Linked DNA regions of Mus musculus: region 2 is linked to region 1. The links are chromatin contacts, called in public Hi-C maps. All regions are on one chromosome and are shown on one strand. The core of a region is the stretch at or near the end of the contact, and the rest is flanking DNA. Distances in the headings are between cores, read along the strand shown. Region 1 holds the start of Vac14 (Vac14 homolog (S. cerevisiae)). Region 2 overlaps Vac14 (Vac14 homolog (S. cerevisiae)).

The links. Hi-C and Micro-C count contacts between places; a contact is called where the count stands out from the background.
Region 2: a Hi-C map of liver shows a contact between it and region 1, with 2.0 times the contacts expected there. The contact joins the enhancer-like site here to the promoter of Vac14 in region 1. A contact is called at or near these places in 1 of 15 datasets of contacts at CTCF or cohesin (the NIH/3T3 cell line), 2 of 484 Hi-C or Micro-C datasets (the N1E-115 cell line and liver), 6 of 115 datasets of contacts at active chromatin or transcription factors (the SCID.adh cell line, bone marrow-derived macrophages and embryonic stem cells) and 1 of 9 other capture datasets (liver).

Annotation. Positions count from the first base shown.
Region 1 is chr8:110,617,210-110,619,909 of GRCm38.p6, reverse strand. It overlaps Vac14 (Vac14 homolog (S. cerevisiae)), which reads right to left and starts at 1,343. Exons shown (of 19, transcript NM_146216.3): 1 at 917-1,343. The coding sequence starts at 1,020.
Region 2 is chr8:110,670,856-110,673,555 of GRCm38.p6, reverse strand. It overlaps Vac14 (Vac14 homolog (S. cerevisiae)), which reads right to left. Exons shown (of 19, transcript NM_146216.3): 13 at 2,374-2,530. Among named protein-coding and RNA genes, the nearest start is that of n-TGgcc10, 41 kb to the right of the region's middle. Within about 2 kb of position 1,270, at least 39 of the 459 cell types and tissues checked have an H3K27ac peak or open chromatin away from gene starts, as enhancers often do. A contact at or near this core is called in liver, where this site is marked.

The DNA.
Region 1 (2,700 bases), core at 94-2,593:
TCTAGTCTGCACTGTGCAGCTGTAGTGGTTGGCTCCTGAACACCCAGATTATGGGTAGTGAAACTGACGTGCTGAATTTACAATTTGTACTGATTCATTACTTTGTTGTTGTTGTTGAGACTGGATCTAGCCCCGTGACCAATGCTAATCTCAAACGAGTACAGTATTTCTGCCCGAGCCTTCCAAGTGCCAAATCTCAAGCCTGTGTCACTACTCTGGTTAACTTAAATTTACATAGACACATATGGTCCGCTGTTACCAAGTTGGATGTCTTAACTCCTAATGTTTTTCTAGTTTTACAGGCTGCTGCTTTCTACTCTTCTGAAACCACCTACTCAACTGACTGTTACTAAGATTTGGCTGGGGGAAAAACACGTGCTCTCTCACATACTCAGCAAAACATTACCGAATTAAACATTCCCTATTTCGAACACCTGGAAACACCAGTGCACTATTACACACACGTATACTATTGCAGAAGCGGGGAAGGGCAAATCTTCCCATTTTCACTTGCAAGGGAGGGTGGCCTGACAATCTTCTGAGCATTGGATCACGTGCTTTGACCTATTTCTACACTTGGCCACTTCAGAAGCTGCAAAGAGAAGGCGGGACACCATAAGCAAATTCTCCACCTCCTCAGAGAGGCCACTCTCCGATCTAGCTGGCTTTTGACTGAGGCCACACTGAATGTGTCAGGTACTGCGCTAGGTTCTGCACATACCTTAAGTCAATTCATTTTCACTGCTATCTGGGAGCACCAGGAGGTTAAGACTAGCAAAGATAGGGCTCTTGGATTTCCCGCTCTAAAGCAATGTGCTAAGAGCTGAAACCGGAGAGGTCAATACCGAACCCTCGCCGCGGGCAAGCAGAACCGCTAGGCGCTGCAAAGCCAGGGCGGGGTCCCAGGAGCTCTTACTTCTCGATCTCCAGCGCTGCAACCTTCCGCTTTTCGTAGAGTTTATCATTCAGGGCCCTTACGATGTTGGGAGTGAGCGGCGCAAAATCCTTCTCTGGGTTCATGGTGGCAGCTCGCGCTGCGCCTGGGAGCCTCCAGACACCTTAGCCCGAGGTTGCCTGGGCCGTGCCAGGGCCGGGGGAGTGTGCGGCTCCGCGCGGACACCGGAGCCTGCTCATGGGCTATGCCGCCCAGGGCCCGCCTGCCTCGTCCCGCCGCCACGCGCCGCCTCGGGTCCCCCTGCTCCGACCCTGCTCTCCCACGCGCGACCCGGTCCGCCCCACGGCTCACGCGACCAGCTCCCGCCAGGAACCGGCAACGCTCACTGGGCCGCGGCCATGTTACTCAGGTCACGTGACGCCGCGAGCACTTCCGCCTTCCGCCGACCGAAGGTTCCGCCCCCCCAGGCCACGCCCTCTCGTGCTTGCTGCAGCGGATTGGCCACACTTGTCAGGGATCCACCCCACTCTTCACCTGCTGCTGGCTTCGGTGCGGGTTTTTGCTGAGAGTGAAGAGCAGGTGGTGGGAGCCGTTTCAGGCTCACTGCCAGAGCTTTGCGCAGAGCGGGGGGCTTCTGGAAACAGTTTATAGAGGGAGCCTAACTCAAATTTAATTTATGCATTAATTCTTTGGTCACTTAACAGTCACTTTCGCGTATGCCAACGTTTCCACCATTTTCACCATATCTTAACCATCTGTCTGATTTTACATTTTATTTCTGCGTGTGTGCATGCACCAACGAGCGCCTTTGGAGGCCATAGGGCAACTTGGGAGGGAGTCGGATCTCCCCACCCACTCACCATGTGGGGGTCCCAGGATTGAGCTCCAGTCCGCCAGGTTTGGCGGCAGATGCCTTTGTCTGCTGAGCCACCCCTCTAATCCAATTATTATTTTAGAGACAGGGTCTCAAACTCTCTCTATAGCTGAGGATAGCCTTGAAATCTCGATTCTCATGCCTTTATCTGCTGAGTGCAGGGATTACAGGCAAGCGTCACTACAGTTGATCTTATGTGGTGCTGGGCGTGGAACCCCGGGTCTGGTCAAGTCTACCAACTGAGTCAAACCCTCAGATTGTATTTAATACACATGTGCTACTCAGATGTGTGTGTACATATGTATGGAGATCCGAGGTCAGGTGTCCTCTTTTTTTTTTTTTTTTTGTTTGTCTGTCTGTCTGTTTGTTTTTTCGAGACAGGGTTTCTCTGTGTAGCCCCGGCTGTCCTGGAAGACCAGGCTGGCCTTGAACTCAGAAATCCTCCTGTCTCTGCCTCCCAAGTGCTGGGATTAAAGGCGTGAGCCCCCATGCCGGGCAAGGTGTCCTCTTTTGCTCTTATTTTTCCACCCTTATTGAGACAAGGTCTTATGTGTCCTAGGCTGGACTCTATGCATAGTGATTAAAAAAAAAAAGTCCTGGCTAATTTTTATGTCAACTTGATACAAGCTAGAATCATCTGAGAGGAGGAAGCCTCAATTGAGAAAATGCCTCCATTAAGATTGGGCTGTAGGCGAGCCTGTAAGGCATTTTCCTAATTAGTGATTGATGTGAGAGGGTCCTGCCCACCATGGGTGGGTCCACACTAGGCAGAGGTTGCTGGATTCTATAAGAAAGTAGGCTGAGCAAGCTTTAAGGAGAAAGCCGGTAAGTAGCATTCCTCCATGGCCTCTGCATCAGCTCCTGCCTCTATGTTCTTACTTTGAATTCCTTCAGCGATATAAGCTATATGGCGAAATGAACCATTTCCTCC
Region 2 (2,700 bases), core at 21-2,520, 54 kb before region 1:
TTGAGGCAGGAAGGAGGGCTGGCCTTGCATCCTCTGTCCATGTGCATGGGTGCACAGGAGGAGACAGAACCACACTGAATGCCTGGGAAGTACTCTGGGAAGCATGGCCAGCAGAAAAATGAGGACACTTCCTGCATGCTTTCTGACCTCAACAACACCCCATAAGGCAGCTGTGCCAGGAGAGGGCAGAGGACAGACTGGTTTCCTGCATTCCTTTATTACTGATTTGATCCCGACCTTCCAGAGCCAGGAACATACTTGTAAACTCTGATGCCAGCTGCAGATGTGCATGTATGAACGCATCTGCCCAGGGGGTCTCATAGCTCTGAGTTCCACAAATGGCTCAGGCTAACTTTGTGGCTCACAGTATAATGGGTTTGTGAAAGAAATCACAGGACTGGATATAGGCTCTTCCCCAGGAGTCTTCCCAGGACTGACTTTTTTACCATCTGGGATTTTTGTTGTTGTTTTTCCTATGATTTCTCAGTGTCTCTGGCTGAGGTGAGCCATTCTGATAGTTTCTGCAGGCCAGGGTAAGAGTCTCACCCCTTCAGCCTCATTAGCCTCCTACCCATTTTGGTGGGGTGAGGAGCTCAGATTCAGAGTTCTCTGCAGGGTAAATGTCCTCAGCTCTTGTCTCTAAGCAGTGGCTGATCTTGATTATCCCAGTGCCCCAAGGAATCTTGCAGGACCCCAACTCTAAGGTGGGTGCCCAAAACAGTTTCTTGGTTCATACCCTCAGTAGCATGAACCCACATTTCAGCTATCAACTTCTTTATGCTTGGGAGGGAGAGAAAACATGCTAACAGATGAAGGGAAGGACCCCTGAGGGTTCTGGGAGCACTAGGTATCACAGTCTGCTCAAGGATCCTGCTGATGTCACTCTGAGGATAGAGAAGATGGTAGCATGCTGTTTCCTGGCGAGGAAGGACTGAGGGCCACTGCAGGACTCCTCTCTTCTGGGTTCCCTGTCCCCATCTCTCCTATCTGAGGAAAAGCCTCTCTCTACCTCACTTAGCTCCCACTGTTCTGCACCACCACACTTGATCTCTATCATCTGTCCCCAGTCTTGGGGCTGGCCCCTATATGCTGACTTAGAGACAGAGGGTACACAGTGAACTCCTCTGCTGAGGGACAGGAGGTGGGAGCCACAGCATGGGTCCTGGCATCAGGATATGGGGGCTGTTTCCTTGACCACAGCTAATGACTGCCCAGGGGAAGCTGGTCTCCTGAGTGAGGAAGTGATGGCATCCTGGGGAAACGGAAGGGAGGAAGCCAGGCTGGGCTAGAGTTCATCACTGTAACCCAGCAGGGAGAACATGTAGCAGGAGAGCCTGAGGCCTGGGCTCCAGAATTTACCACTGTAACCCAGTAGGGAGAGTGTGCGGCAGCAGAGCCTGAGGCCTGGGCTCCCATGTGTTTCCTGCTACAGGGCTTGAGTGACCCATGGCTTTCTTTGTCATGGATACGTGTCCTCAGCACATGGCCTTCTGTGATCTGACTTGGCATATCCAGGGGTGCACCAAAGCCTGTGGAGCTCTGAAAAATACTGCGAACTTCTCAGACACTGGGCATAGTGTCTGGCCAAACATCAGGGAGCTTCTAGTGGAGCAGTGCAGGTATAATATGGGCCTGGCTGGGGCTAGGGCCCAAAGTGCTACAGAGCTGCAGGAGGAACAATGTCACCGAAAGGTTGTGAGTCTATGAGAAGCTAATGAGGTCCTGGTGTCTGGACGGCATGAGGGGTTTGAGGGACAAAGACCTGGCAAACATCCAAGACCCACCAGGTAATTTCCTACTAACCTGTGTCCTTGGGCCTTTTTAAGGCTCACATGGCTGAGGGAGGTGGTCTCTGCCTGAGAAGAGGAGCGGGTGGGCAGCGTGGCCAGGGAGAAGAGCTACCTGACATCCCGAAGGAACCCGAAGAACAAGCACTTGGCTACCTTTGCTTGCAAGGACAGCCCGGAAACAGCATGTTTGAATTATCCTGTCTCTTGCCTGGGCTGCCTGCCATGCTGAGCTATTCTGAGCTTCAGTGAAGAGGAAATGGCTGCCTAGCTTTCTTCCACCTGTGAGACCTAAGACTGAAGGCCCTGGCTGGCTGCCTGCCTGTGGAGAGAAATTGTCTCAGAGGGTTTTGTGCTTAGTCAGTGGTTTAAAAACATCAAAAGAGCTGAAGATGAGGGCTGTGAGGGTCTCTTCAGGGGGCGAATGGAGTATGAGCCAGGAGGCAGAGGCTGCCTCTTGTGGTAGAAGACCACGGGTAGGCAAGCCACTGACTCTCATAAATGGCAGAACACATTTATAAGTGACTTCCTGGGCTAGAATAAGACTCAGTGCTCCTTAGGCCAGACACTTCAGGGAAATACTTACTGGGAGGGTTTAGTAGGTTGGCTCTGCCGGAGGTGGGCACCTGAAGCTCCGAGTGGTTGACTCGGAGGTCAGGGCCATCAGGTGCACCTGGGTCATCCGTCTGGCCTGCAGGGGAGGAAGCAATTTCTGCCAACACTTCCAGATCCTTCAAGACAACCTGGGGAGACAAGCGGAGGATAAAGGACAAACTCCCTACTATGAGCTGAGCTGATGTGGTAGAGGTGAAGTCAGTGATGAGGGGTGGCTCACAGGGCAGGAGGCTCTGTAGACTTGTGCTGCTTGCCTGTCACGAGAGCCACAGAGATCGTAGCTGTCAGAGTGCTTGGG